Regions from separate parts of the Rattus norvegicus genome. Here region 2 is linked to region 1. Evidence: chromatin contacts called from public Hi-C data. All regions are on one chromosome and are shown on one strand. Each heading gives the region's core, a stretch centred on a gene start, on an enhancer-like site or on the middle of the called end of the contact. The rest is flanking DNA. Distances are from core to core; before and after follow the strand shown.

What was found. A called contact is a pair of places that touch in the nucleus more often than the background predicts.
Region 2: a contact with region 1 is called in a Hi-C map of psoas muscle, with 2.0 times the contacts expected there. The contact joins two enhancer-like sites. A contact is called at or near these places in 2 of 12 Hi-C or Micro-C datasets (Schwann cells and psoas muscle).

Annotation. Positions count from the first base shown.
Region 1 is chr3:77,768,540-77,772,257 of GRCr8, forward strand. No RefSeq gene overlaps it. Among named protein-coding and RNA genes, the nearest start is that of Cdca7, 40 kb to the left of the region's middle. Within about 2 kb of position 2,337, at least 18 of the 93 cell types and tissues checked have an H3K27ac peak or open chromatin away from gene starts, as enhancers often do.
Region 2 is chr3:77,860,695-77,864,020 of GRCr8, forward strand. It overlaps LOC108350396 (a long non-coding RNA gene), which reads right to left. Exons shown (of 12, transcript XR_010064810.1): 4 at 2,712-2,776; 5 at 2,306-2,417; 6 at 27-143. Among named protein-coding and RNA genes, the nearest start is that of Cdca7, 130 kb to the left of the region's middle. Within about 2 kb of position 1,372, at least 3 of the 93 cell types and tissues checked have an H3K27ac peak or open chromatin away from gene starts, as enhancers often do.

The sequences.
Region 1 (3,718 bases), core at 1,087-3,586:
CAAGTTTATGATGGCTAATTATCTTGCGACTGTAATTTAAAGTAAAGTTGATTTTGACCATTCGAGGAGAGCACCCTCAGTCACCACATACATTGTCTACATGGTTGCTTGCTGTGTACACGGCAGAGCTGCAAAGTCCAAAAAGAGCGGAATTGCAACCAGAAGCCCAGTTCAACAACCTGCACCATAGTGCAGACTCCGAGAGTCTCCTTGAGTCCCTTGCGATGTACTTAATTCTGTGTGATCTCTTCCTTCCTTTAGTTTCAGACAAATGCTCTCTTGCCACCTAGGGCTTCCCCTGTTTCTTTTTCCTCATGGCCTCAGACTAGTACCTATAGAAGTTGTGTCTTTCTGGATCCCCTTGTCCTCTAGGAAACAGAGCAGACCATCTTTCCCTCTTTGGCCCTCTGCTTCATTGACACGCCCCTGAAGGTTGAAGCGTCCCTTGTTCCAATAGCAGCACCGGGTAAGCAGTCCTTCGGCCTCACTCAAGAAGGAAGGGAACTGACACCAGCTGAAGAGAGTTTGGCTAGTAACTCTTCTACAGAAGGGCTCCTATTGCATCTAATCACGCCTAATCTTCCTGTAAAGATGTTTAAAAAAAAACGTGTAAATCAAGTTTTCGTAAATCTAATCATATGTTTTATGCATCAGGTGAACTTGGTTTGTAAAGGGATCCCATAGTGCAGCCTGCGGTAAAATGAAGCTCGGCTCCTTTTAGCATTCACCTCTGTAAATGTGAATAATTATTCCTGGGGTTGAAAGAGGTTCGCCTTCATTTAGGGTTTTTACATTTTTGAAATGCTGTCTTTACATTTCTTCTTCTGAAAAGGTCTCCTGTATCCCAGGTAGCCTCTACGGGCCTGCTCGCAGAGGATGACCTTGAACTTTTCCTCCTCCCTCCCTCCCTCCACCACCCAAGTGCTGCAGCCACAGGCCTGAGCCTCCAGAGCACCTGGTTTATGAAGCGCGCATAAAGATCAAATCCGGGGCTGAATCTACCAACTGAGATGTCGCGCCTAGCACTCCTAGCCCACAGTGTCTTATTTTCAGCGAGCCCCAAGCGGGTACGTATTCCACTACTAAGGGGCCCAGACTACCCGGGTCTTAAGGAGCCCCAGCCCTCATGCCAGTGCGTCCTAATGGGTCACCACCTAACAGAGAGCCAGGCGGAAACCTTGCTGCTCTCTGCATGATGAAGCCGGATTTCCATTTCAAGGTGGCTCAGCCTTCCTCCTTTCCCCTCCTCTTTGACAAATGAAAAGAGACACAGACTTCTCAATTACAAATGGTGGCATCCTTAGGGGCGGGGTGGGGGAGGGGGTGGGAGGGAGGGAGAGGGAGGGGGGAAGGGAGGATTCACTAAATGGAGGGTCGTGCAATTTCTCAGCCTTCAGGAATTCTGAGACTCTGGTCGCAGAAGCTAGAGGAAGCTAGGCACCGGCAAGATTTTTATAGCACGGTGTTTATTCTCCTACTCCACAGAGACAAGGTTTTATGGCAAGAAGGGGCTTAGCGACCAGAGCAGAGTAAAACTAGGTTACTTTCCAGGTTTGTGCTGCCGACCTTACTCGGAAGAGGGAGCGCCCGGGAGGCATTTCTCATCGTCCATCCACCCCAGATGTACAATACAAAGGGTCCAATATTCAAATATTTGAAAAATGTAATTCTTGTTGGGGAGAACGTGTCCTAACAAAAAGCTCTGCTTTTGGGGAAAGTTGGGAAATGCCCCAGTCTTAAATCCCAGCATCAGGAAGTCCTGTTTGACTTGGGCACAGAGAGCTGGATCATCCTTTAGAAAGGAGAACACAGGCGAAGAGAAGGGAGACTCGCAGATGGCTGGTTAGGGATGCCAGTCAAGTCTGTGGGAGAAGCCTTGACTGAATGTGAAGCAGCTGGTTGAAGGCAGGCTCAATCAGGATTTCTGGGGAAGAAAAATAACACTCGGGCTTGGCTCTGGATTCCAGCAGGGGGAGCCCTAACTCTGGGAACCCGACATTAGTCTCTGACCGCTAGTTATCTCGGTCTAGCCCCTTCTCAGTTCAGCATTCCTGGTCACCGAGGTTGGTTACAAGGTCTGTAGATGGTGTCGCTGAACCAGAATCAGAGGTCTCGGTCTGCGCGTCCTTGGATGAGAAAAGTGGTTAATACCTTTATAGAAACACAGCAGAGCAGACATTTCAGAACCAGGTGATCAGCAGCAAAGGGGGAAAAAAACCCCGAGGAGATAAAGGATACGCTTCCCCCTCTTGTTACCCCCTCCCCCACACACCTCTGCTCTCCACAGGGAATGTGTTCTGATGTTTCCTCTGTACCGGGGTGCTGAGCAGGGAGCCAATCCCAGGCAGTAAAAACTTCCGGAGTGTGGGAGCTGGGTGAATGGACCGGGCTTCCGTCCAGTACTGGGTTCCTGCTGCTCTCTCTTTGGGTTCTAGAACGACAAACAACTACACCCTCATATTGTAACTACAAGGGGTTAAGGGACTCACTCCATTTGTCCTGTCTTCTGATATCCACTCTGGGGGATAAGCAGGGAATTGTAGTAAGCCTAACAAAACGTTCGGAAAGTCCTGTAAAAAAAACAAAACAAAACAAAACAAAACCGTTCAGCCCATCATGTGCCTAAGAGGCAGCACGCTCAGGGCAGAGTTCAAAGCTGCACTGTGTGTAGCATTGCTGTCTGCAGGAGCCCTCAGCAACTTCTGTAATCTCTGGTAAGGGAAAGGAAGCTTAACACACCACCCATAGATCCCATTGTCCCCAGTTTTTGTGGAAAGAAAGCTAGCTGCAGCTAGAACCGCGGTAGTTTAAATAAACTAATGAAGACCCCCAACTGGATTTTGTCTAATCCAAAATTTCTGAAATGTATGTGATCTGACCAGACCCTGTTTTCCACAGAGTACTTATATTCAAGGTGTGGGCGTTCTGTGCAGCCCACTTCGAGAAATTTCGGCAGAGCAGCCTCTCTGGGCTTCGGGTTTCTCCTCTGTGCAGTGTCTTCCTTCATTCTGGGTACCCTGCTGGTTCCTGGAGGAAGGACCTGGTAGTACTCAGAACACACTCAGGATTCCTACAACGGGCTTGTGAATGGACAGACACTGACTGGTCTCACACTCATGCTCAAGGTAGATTGTGGGCTTTGACACACACAGAGACAAAATCACGGGACAAGATGCTTTCTTTGTGTTCAGCTTATAAACCACAGGGCACACAAGTCCCGAGGCAAGTTTTGAACCTTACTCTTTTTTCTGTACGGAACGGTGTATGGTTCTTGGCCTTTCCTATGCAAGGCCACACGGGTTTCTGTTTTCACTTAGGCAATGAGTGAGTGTCATCGTGAGGAGATCCCTTTCCCTGGGGATGTTGATTAAGCTGCGGCAGAAGGAAGACGGGGTGGGGTGGGGGGGGTGGGGGGGCGGGGGGTAGGGGGGTTGGGGGTGGGGGGGTGGGAGGGTGGGTTTGCTGTATGATGCTGCCCATCTACAGTGCTCACGTCCACTGAAGATCCTTGTTAATGTTTGTCCAGTAAGTACTAGACCACACATCTGTGTGCCAGTCACTCACTCCTATCCAATGGGAAGCCATTGTCTCAAACTCTTGCTCAAGTTCTGCGATCCTAAAGAGCTTTTCCCCTTTGTTTCTAACCGTGGCTGACGATCTGCCAGATTCCACATTGTTCTAGCTGGGGTTACACACATTAGCACTCCTTATACATTGC
Region 2 (3,326 bases), core at 122-2,621, 91 kb after region 1:
CACTACAGAGACACCCACATACTCACGTTCATGGTTGCTGTAGTTTTCTATATTCTGGAGGAAGTCACATCAGCCTAGATGTCTATTGACTGGTGAATGGAAAGTGAAAATATGGCACATGCAGACAGTTGGATTTTATTGAGCTACAAAGAAAAATGAAATTTGCAGGAAAAGGAGAAAAAATGGAACCGGAAGACATCCTGAGATATCCCAAGTGCCACCCCCCAAACAAATGACACCATATAGCCGTGATAAACACCAGAGGGAAAAGGTTGGTTTGGCTTCTAGGTTACAGTCTGTCATTGAGGGAAGTCAGGGCAGGAACTTAACCTGAAGCTGGGACAGGACAGCAGCTGGGATAACTCACAGTAGTGGTGGAAATGCTAATATCAAGCCAGGCTGCTTGTCAGCCAGCATGGGAGGAAGACTCACAAGGCCCTACCCCTCGCTGGAGCTGCTGCTGGTAGGGGAGAGTTGTTTTTAAAGGATGTGGCCACTGGTAGATTGCCCATGTGACAGTGGATGGTCTTATACCCATGTACACTCAGGCAGCACTAACTGGACTCCGTACAGAAGAAGGGAGAGGAGGAATCAGAAGAAGCAGGGGTGGGGGAAGAAGATAAAAGGAGAAAGGAATGGTGTTGGTTATTATCAAGTTATATTGTTTATATGTATGAGATTGTTGAAGACTAGAAAATATTTTTAAATTATTCATAAGAAAGCTGGGCTTTCTATTTTGATACAAGTGTTGGGACAAAACCTATTTCTAGAAATGAAGGGGGATATGCAATGATTCAGGAAATAATTTACCAAGAAATATGAAATCCTAAATGCGCATGCTCTCAATATCGGAGCGCTCTGAAACTCCACGAAGCAAAAAGTGAGTCCCAGTAAGGGAATCGGATGCCCAGCGACAGCTGCTCCCGAGAACAATGCTCTCTGAAAGTCAACAGACAGTCCTCGGTGGCAGTGGCGTCGTAGGCCACCAACTCACTACTGAGCAACCTGACTGAAGAGATGCTGGTAGAACGTTCCACCAAGCCATATCAAGAGACATAGTTAACCCTATATCTTTAAAAAAAATCACCAAAAATACACTATGTGCTAGGGCCATAAAGTTAATATCCAAGTACTAAAGGGATTAAAATTATGACGAGCATGTTCCCTGACCACAAGGGAATTAAGTGCAGAACCACTGCAGGCACAAGTTGGTGACACTTGTCCTCTAGACACACTATTGGCTTTAGTGGCTCTCTCTGGCTCTGGAGCAGATATTTTGTGCATTACTAGGACTTTCTTCAAGCAGCTGCTTTGAAACTGCTAGTCCATGCCTACCAAGTTCACTTCCCCTGCCCCCGTGGAGCTCCCAGCGTCTCATCTCTCTGAGGGAGAGTCATGAGGCCTGTCCTCCCGCTGTCCACAGAGCAGGTGCGCTGTGCTAATGACAGCCTAAAAAGACTTGATGATCCAGGTCCTCAGGCCCAGGCCTGGCTGCCTGCACTCTCCTTGGTCTTCCCTGCAAGCAGGTCTCAGAAGCATCGAAGTCCCAAAGCCTTTTGTCCCCAGCAGAGAGCTGTAACTTAGACATGAAAATAAACAAGCGGTCCTTAGGAGTGGTGTGGGTGAGTCAGGGCAGGCCTGTGGAGCATTCTATCTTTCTGATCGCCTGTTATGTTAGCTTTCACGGACTTGGGTTTATTTATTTATTTCAAAGGACCCTGAACATCTCCTGAAATACTTGCTGGGTTTTTAACCCATTTCCATAGGTAGCAACAGACAGAAATAGATACGGGGACCAGGGCACAGACCCAGGACACAGATTAAAGTAGGGAATACAAATGCAGCAGACAATCTACCAAACAGGAGACAGCCACAGGGCGGTACGAGCCTTGGTTTCCATACTCAGAGAATGGACACACGTGCATGCCTTGTCAGCTGTACGCTAAGCACAGGAAGCAACACACACACACACACATACACACACACACACACACACACACACACACACATGCATACATAGCCACACACATTCTTATCTTATTTAGTCAGATAGTACTTGGAAAATGTCTGCTATTCCCTAGGACGTAGCAGATGCACAATAAACAATACAAAATAAACAAAACCCTCATCCTGGGAGCAGAGGGTTCCTTTCACAGAAGGAGGGGACTGAGAGAATCAGAGCAAAGACACTTTCCAAACTTTTGCTTATAATAGAAGGAGAGAATTTAAAGAGAACAGGCCCCTTTAAGAAAATTGGAAAGATAGTCTGCATTAGATTTTGTTTTTGGTTTTGTAAGCAACTCACTGTCATCCCAGCCTTCTTAGAGGCAAAGGTAACTTCTTTCCAGTGACTTCTAATAAAAAGTCTGTTTTCTCTTCAAAGCAGACGCTCCTCTGCTCCTCTGCTGTGGTGTCCCCTGAAGGCAAACATGGCGTTTAGAGCTCACTATACATTCTGATGCCTGCACACACATTCTAAATATAGTAGCCAGATGATTGCTTAATTTAGCTAGCAATGGCAGATTGTTGACAAAGAGTGCCTGCTGAGTCCCAATGCCTCAGAATGTAGTATTTGTGAAGCAAATCATATCTGCAGAAATGACTAACAATGCCATTCTCTTCATACAGTGACATAATATTTAGCTCCGTCATGGGAGTCTAGTTGCCTTATTTTTACAATGTTAAGTACCCTATTGATAAATATAGATTACCTGGATCCAGTCAGTCCTGCCGCAGGGAGAGCAACGCTTGCAGAGTGGATCTACCAGGATGGTGTCTAAACACAGATGGTTCATAAACAGAATAATTTTATTAACTTACAATTTAAAGAATAGATACTCAAGAAGCTTTAGCGATGAGTTGCACACAATAACTGTCAAGGACCCTGCAAATAAAATCCCGTTGCCTTCTGTTGCTTGGTCAGTGCGCTGCAGAGGGTGCTGTGGGTTGGAGAGCTAACCTTGTCTCACCTTCTTTTAGGTTTCATAGGGGACGCACGCGCTCCCGGATCCTGCCTCCCATACTTAGCTGTCATTTTGGATGGAAGTATGCCTCATCCTTCAAGTGTATGAGACTAGAACAGGGTCCAGAGAATCCCATGCTACTTGACTTTAAGCAAAATGAGAAAGCCCTGGCTGTTAGGACTGATTAGTCCAGGGGTTAGATGACTGAATCTACCTGCCTATCTCCCTCATCCCAGAGATACTTTTCCTTATCATTGGTTCATGGGTACGAAGGGCCACCATGCGGCATGCTGGTCCAGGTTGACTTCCTAGTGAAGAGAAAATGCATCTATCTCCTTAGGAATTCAGGAAGACCTCTCACAG